2 separate regions of the Zea mays genome follow, and region 1 is linked to region 2. Evidence: chromatin contacts called from public Hi-C data. All regions are on one chromosome and are shown on one strand. Each heading gives the region's core, a stretch centred on a gene start, on an enhancer-like site or on the middle of the called end of the contact. The rest is flanking DNA. Distances are from core to core; before and after follow the strand shown.

Region 1 (3,350 bases), core at 419-2,918, 280 kb before region 2:
GAGGAATGGGTTGGTAATGTATTAACTCACTCTATTCCACAAACTAAACAAAAAAGTCAGAAGTGAGAAGATAATGAACTAACTCATTACTCAAACCAAACACCCCATAAATTATGGCTCCCGCAGCATCTTCTCCGCCACATATATTCTTGGACTTGCACGTCTTCACATCTTCAGACAAGCGTCGCACTGTCTTCGTCATTGGCGGGCCACGAGCACGCCTCCCCTGATCCCAATTCCCAACCCTAGCTCCATTCGTGTCTTGCACTGTCTTGCTTTCAACAGTACGGTGCGTTTTGACTCTATTTTTTCACCATAAATTTTCAACGATGATATTTTTTCACCATAATTTTGTTGTCTCATACACTAAATCAAAAGGTACAAAAGGAGCTGCTTTGCCAAATAATTTACAAAAAGACACGTGCTTTTGCGGAGGAGGTACTTCTTTTGAGAAGCTAGAGCTGAAACCGTTTTTAGAGAAGGTAGAACCCTACCAAACGGGCCTAAGATAAGTAGATAACAACCCGCTTGTTCCTTCTCTCCTTTTCTCTCTTCTTCAACTCAACATTTAGGCTTCTTATAGCCTGTTAATATACTTGCTCTTATAGTTCGCTCATACCCTTTCTTCTCTCCTCTTTTCTCTATAACACCATTTATACTTGCTCTAATATGCTCTAATAGTCTAATGTATCGTTGCTGTTGTTGATCACGTAAATAAAAAAAGGAACCGCACTCTGTTTTTATCTCGAGTTATCAAACTATTTTAGATATGATTAACATTTCTATAGAAAATAGTTACATAAAACTGTATTTCTTAATAAACATAATAACACTTATTTACAATATAAATACTGTTTTTAATATAAATTTGGAGGCTCAGAATAAAGCAATGCCATTTTTTCGGGTGGAAAAAGTACACTGACTAATCTAGTCATTACAAGAGTTGCAATTTCTCACGGGTGTATGGGCCACCAGGCTTGCTATTATTTAATACGCCTACAGCAGCAAGAACATAATCTCTGCACAAATCTCGCTATGATTTGAAATTATATACTGCTAAAAAATTGCTTCTAAGCTGCAGCGGCAAACAAATCCCCTGCTCACAGTTGCTCTTAGGCTGTCCGTTGCGCTAGCCACGTGCCCGCCTCCTCCCCTTACATGGCGGCTACAAGGGTATCTCCACACGCTGCCTGCCTCCTGTGAGGCTCCCTAGCCGTCCGCCCCCTTCTCTCTCCCTCCGGATGTAGCGTGCAGTTGCCCGTCCCCTTCGCTCTCCCTCCGTTGTGTAGCCGTAGGCTCCTTCTAATTGTTAGTAGATGAACAATTGATAATTGATGAAAATCAGCCATAGAAAATGTTTTTTATGGTTGTAGTGGGTATATGAGAAGAATTTAGAGGAAACCGCTGCAGGAGATGAAAAAGTAGAAGATGAAATATGATGATATGAAAAAATAATATCAGAAGAGAAATGCACTGTAGCATTTAAAATCTAGCCCGTTTGAATCTCTTTGAGATATTTTGCGTGGGATTTTCAGAATCAAATCGGATCCAAACATAGCCTTACAGACATAGTCTCATTCCCCAAGATCTCGTGTCCCTCTCCCTGTCTTTTCAGCAGAGTTCAAACCGCGCGTCACACGCGAGACGCCACGGCAGCAGCCAGCCAGCCACCCAAGTCAGAACTCGGAGGACAGAAGTCACCGAGACTCCGAGAGGTAGCTTGCCAAGCCAAATCTACTGCCGACCACCACGGCTGGCACGCGGAGCACCCTCCAGTCCTCCACTCCACTCCACTCCACTCCACTCCACTCCACCCACCCACCAATACCAGCGGCAGTAAATTCCGAGCAGCCGCTGCCCGCTGCCGAGGCTCGAGGCTCTCTCCTCGCTCCCCCCACCCGTCTGCTCCTCCTAGGGTTTCCTCTCGGCTCGCCGGCGTGCCGCATCGCCTCGCCTCGCCCTTGCCGCGGGTTCCGCCGCTCGGGGGCACCCGAACCGATCCTCGCGGGAGTTGTTCGTGCTGATTCCTGCTGGGTCTTGTGGCTCGGACTCTGGGGCGTCGGGTGGGAAAGATTTTGCCGCCCGTGGGGGTTTGGATCGAGGGCTCTAAGCCGTGTCTCCGCAATGCCGGGCTGGCCTGGCGGCGATTGCTAGGGTTTTCTGGTCGGATTTCGGCGGAAGAGCTGAGGCGTTGCTTCGAGTGCGGGAGCTGTCTGCAATCCGCCGCTTGCCTTGGCCCGAGTTTGGTGTTTCCGCAGCAATGCCTCTCCGATTTTAGCTCGCCCTGGGGTTCTGAAGGGCGAAGGGGCTGTTGGGCGGTTTGAGCTTGCAAGGCGTTGCTGGTTCGGTCCAATGTCCGGGGCTAGCGCGAGGGGGCGGCTGTCGCCGGCGTCCAGCGGCGGCGGAGACTCTGAACCGCGGTCCACGGGGGGCAGGACGCGCTCGGTGTCCGCTGCTCGCGGCAGGAAGCCCTCACCGAGGCCCGGGAGGGATGTGGCCGCGGCAGCGGGCGCGACAGAGGAGAAGAAACCCGCAGCCGTGCTCACATTGCAGCCCTCGCTCAGCGCGCCCGCAGGGATGCGTCGGCAGGAGCTGCTGCTGCGCTCGGGGCTGTCTCTTGACGCGTCCTGCTCCTCGGACGCGTCCACGGACTCGTTCTGCAGCCGGGCATCCACGGGCCGGATTGGGAGGCCGGCGTTTGGGGCTAGGAAGAAGAAGGCTCTCTCTCAGACTGATTACAAGGCCCTTTCCATGCTGGAAAGGGACGGTGGATTGATTTCCCAGACTGATGCTGCTGGTGTGAAGAGGAGGTGTGCGTGGGTGACAGCAAATACCGGTGCGTGCTTCTGGTTTTGCTCGCATGTTTTCAGCATTTGATTAGGGGTAACCTGCAATTGGTCTAGTATAACAGTTTGTAGTGTTTTAATAGTTATTCTCTTGTAGACAAAGAAGTGGTCTACAATGCACAACTAAACTCAGTAAGACAGAATCCAGAATGCTAGTTGATTTAAGCTGAGCTTTACATAGTGGAAGTGGGAGCCATGTCAATTGTTTGTGATTGGGGTATTGTAGTCTTCAGTTCTCCTATGAGCATTATGCTAAGATCCCAAAATTTTAAATGATAAGAATGCTATTTCTGTGTGTTTACATTGCAATATCTCTGCTATTTTACACTGAACTGGCCCATTTCGGTGCCGAAGGTTAGAATGATCTGGAGGTATAGATTTGGGTTACAGATTTTTTTGTAATATATTCATGTTCTACAGTTTTTATTTATTCAAGATTCAGAAAGTTTACCTAAAAGCATCCAAAATGGGAGGTGATAATGTTATGCACCAAGGTTCCTTGCT
Region 2 (3,744 bases), core at 1,077-3,576:
AATAGTTGTATTATTAAACTGAGTCGAGTTTATACCCGTTTAGAAACGTGCTTTTTGGAACCGTGATATCACCAAGACTGGGCTTCTGAAAATAGGTATCCCGAATAGCGCAATTGGAATTTTAGTATTATAATCCGTTGAACTTTGGAATTTTGGTATCTGAGTCCGATTTAGCCGGCGCTCAACTCGTTGTTACGGCAGTCCGTTTCTTCGAACGGATCCACGGCCGACTGTCTGCGTCGCGCCTCTCTGCGCCGCGCCTGGCCTTCCTCTCCCTCTCTCTATCCTCTCCCTCCCGGCGCTTGTCGAGCTCGTCTGCGCTGCTCCTCCCTGGTGCTCCCCAATGGTCTTTCCCGGCGCTCGTCTGCGCTGCTCTTCCCTGGCTGTTCCGCGAGAGCCTTGACGAGTTCTGAGATGGCATTTTCCAGTTCCAGAGGAGTGGCCCTCGAGTTCTCTCTCATCAGAACTTGGTGCAGGACGAGCATGCTGCATAAATAATACAGTTTGGATGGATCAATATGACACATCAAAGAATCCAACCTTTCTAACAACCGAGGCCAAAGGATCAATTACCTTGTGGCGATCACGATCACCTGTTGGAATTGGCTCTGCACGGCCCTCAGCCTCAGCAGATTAATCTGAAAACTTTCAGGAGTTGACTGCAATTGCAAGCCCTCCACACTACTAATGAGTTGCAACAGGCCAATCCTTATTAGCTTGTCAAGCTTCTCACCCTTGCACTCTGGTTGACCATAGGTGTCTCCTGCAGAAGGAGATGGTTGCCCTACTGGAGCTCCATGACCAGATCGGAGTACCGGAACAAGAGCAGGAACCTGCCCTGCTGCTGGCATTACTGAGCTTGTCCCAATAACATTTGTCCTGGAACTTTCAGGAACCTCAGAAAGTGGTGCTTTCCCAGACGAATTGATGCTCAAAGGGGTAGACACATTTGCAACAGGTGCTGTCAATGGACTCCCATTCTCCTTTGCTTCAAAGAACTTTGATCTCGTATCGGAAAGAGCAGAGTTCATCCGCTCAAGGCCAGCATCGCCACTCAGGTGTTGAACCTTATCACGTAAAAGCTTTTGATCATCAATAACCTGTTTCTGAATTGCCTTCATGTCATGTGTAAGATTGTTTTGCGAGTGCCTATCTGCAGTTAGCTTGCATGTTTGCATCATTGACAACTCAAGCTTGCATGCAGCCCTGACAAGATCTTCCTCCAATAATCTTGCATCTTTTACCTTCCACACCACAAAGCTGTAAAGATACGAACACCACGCCTTGTCAAAATTAGCCAACTGTGCCCTGAACTTCCTCTGGCCAGTAACACCAGATGACTGCCCTGGTCCATCAAGGATTACCTTAATCAACAGCTCGAACTCCTTGATAAAGTTTGCTGCCGACTCGATAAGCTGTTTCTCCCGCTCACCTTGCCCACTTAAAACAGCACTGGGATGAGCCAGTATCATGTAAGCACAGAGCACCACCCTCAGTGAGTATCTAGGCAATTTGATGCTTGCCTCAGAACTTTTAGCTGGTCTTTTTACCACTGCCCGAGTTTTTCCTTCTCTGCTAGGAGGAGCCCTCCTCCTTGGGGGAGAACCAAGGCGTTTCAGTAGATGATCAACATTTTCTACTGATGAAGATGCTACTGAATGAGAAATGACAAGGCGTTTCTCCAATCGGTCGAGTAATGCCTTCGTGCTCCGAAGAACTACAGGAGATTCCATTGACATGCCTGGAGAGAGAGCGCCGGGCAGAGAGAGCGCCGAGCAGAGAGAGCAAGACCGTCAGGGAGAGCACCAGGAGCGCTCGAGCACCAGGGAGGAGCAGCGCAGACGAGCTCGACGAGCGTCGGGAGGGAGAGGATAGAGAGAGGGAGAGCGGTCGGCCGTGGATCCGTTCTAAGAAACGGACTGCCGTAACAACGAGTTGAGCGCCGGCTAAATCGGACTCAGATACCAAAAATCTAAAGTTCAATGGATTATAATACTAAAATTCAAATTGCGTTGTTCGGGATACCTATTTTTAGAAGCCCAGTCTTAATGATACCATGGTTCTAAAAAGCTCTTTAGAAACAGGTCATGCCTAAGCTAACCCAACAGGCTGAAAACCCCGAACGAGCCCGGTACACCATTATGCTAGGCCAAACCTAGGATCATGTAGAGCCGTGTGCGAGCTTGGTGTCGAGCTCACATAGTACCCACAAGTGAGATCGAAGCCGGATCAAACCGGCCTTTGCAATCGACTGTAGAGGCTGGGCCGGGCGCTAGGCCTACCTACAATCAGAAAAGGCCCTCTGCAGTCTGCACTGACCGTAGAGGATCCATTTCCCATTCGAGGCCCCTCACTGCGCAAAGCGTCTCTTGCCAGTTGCCCCCGACCTGCCGGGCATCGCCTATTCGCCTGTTCCTCCACCAGCGAGACACTCAGATCTGCCTTTCCCGACCCGGAGCCAGCCAGGTGAGCCGAGGCAGGGGGGACGCGCCACTGGCCATGGAGCCCGGGTTGAGCATCGAGTCCGGTTCTGCCATCCGCGTCGCGGTGCTCCCCGTGGGCGGCCCGATTCCGCCGCCGCGCCTGCGCGAGTACGCGGCCCTGGTGGCGCGCCACGCGCGCGTCGACCTCGCCTCGCTCCGCACCTACTACGCGGAGCACCAGAAGAGCCCCTTCCAGCACCAGCCCTGGGAGACCGGATGCCTCCGCCTCAAGTTCGTGCTCGGCGGCTGCGTGCCTTCACCCTGGGAGGACTTCCAGTCCTCGCGCAAGGTGCTCGCCGTGATCGGCATCTGTCACCTGCCGTCCTCGCCCGACCTCGACCACGTGGCGGCAGACTTCATAGACGCTGCGCGGTCGTACCCGTCGGCGCTCGCCAACCGCTGCTTCGCCTTCTGCCCCACGGACGCACAGGTACATTCCTGCTGCTATCGCGGGCGTGTCTTCCAAAGTGTTAGGAATTGCCGGCTCAGCATCCGTAGATCTTCCGGCGGTCTACGCTGCGTATGTGAGGATCGTTGGGTTTCGTTAATGCTCATTTTCTCTAGTACGTGTTCCAAATGGCGATGGCACGCTCATCGACGATAATTTAGATGCTTCCAGGTGTCCTGAACATTTGGATGAGATCTGTGTGAATTGTGATCCCATTTGACACTTCATCCGACTGCACTACTAAAGCAATTCTAGCTTGAGGGCTGGATTTACTATAGCTAACTGGGTGTTAGGCTATGATTTGTGCTCACTTCACTTGCGTTGCATTCTGCTAGTATTTTAAGGCCTATCTTATGTTCACTACTGTGCTTAGTCATTCCCTCTTTGTGTAATGCGATTGAACCTACCTAAACAGTAATGAATATTGTACCCATGTTGTAACACATCTAGCTTTGTCATGTTATATCACCTGATGCTCTAAGCCTCTAATGCAATGTCTTTTTGTCTGGGTATTTTTTTATAGCTGTCAGCGAAGAAGAGGGACGATATTATTATGTTCCCTCCTTCTGATCAGCAATCGCTGGAACTTCATATGCTTACAATGATCCAAGATCTCGCTGCTTCTTTGTTGATGGAGTTTGAGAAGTGGGTCTTGCGTGCAGAATCCACAGGAACCATTTTGAAGACCCCTTTGGATTCACAATCCAGTCTTGGCTCAGAGGAGGTTCATAGGTGTTCCAAGTATTTTTTACCAGTATATATTGATGATAAATAGTCCAAGATTGTATTACTTATACAAGACAACATCCTTCT

What was found. A called contact is a pair of places that touch in the nucleus more often than the background predicts.
Region 1: a Hi-C map of tassel shows a contact between it and region 2, with 2.0 times the contacts expected there. The contact joins the promoter of LOC100216672 here to the promoter of LOC103646252 in region 2. A contact is called at or near these places in 3 of 25 Hi-C or Micro-C datasets (ear, leaf and tassel).

What each region holds. Positions count from the first base shown.
Region 1 is chr2:33,153,144-33,156,493 of Zm-B73-REFERENCE-NAM-5.0, reverse strand. LOC100216672 (DNA glycosylase superfamily protein) reads left to right here and starts at 1,668. Exons shown (of 5, transcript NM_001309902.1): 1 at 1,668-2,836. The coding sequence starts at 2,353.
Region 2 is chr2:32,876,795-32,880,538 of Zm-B73-REFERENCE-NAM-5.0, reverse strand. LOC103646252 (trafficking protein particle complex II-specific subunit 120 homolog) reads left to right here and starts at 2,326. Exons shown (of 10, transcript XM_008670979.2): 1 at 2,326-2,913; 2 at 3,455-3,655. The coding sequence starts at 2,500. LOC103648533 reads right to left here and starts at 1,763. Exons shown (of 2, transcript XM_008672982.3): 1 at 574-1,763; 2 at 282-486. The coding sequence starts at 1,739. The coding sequence ends at 282.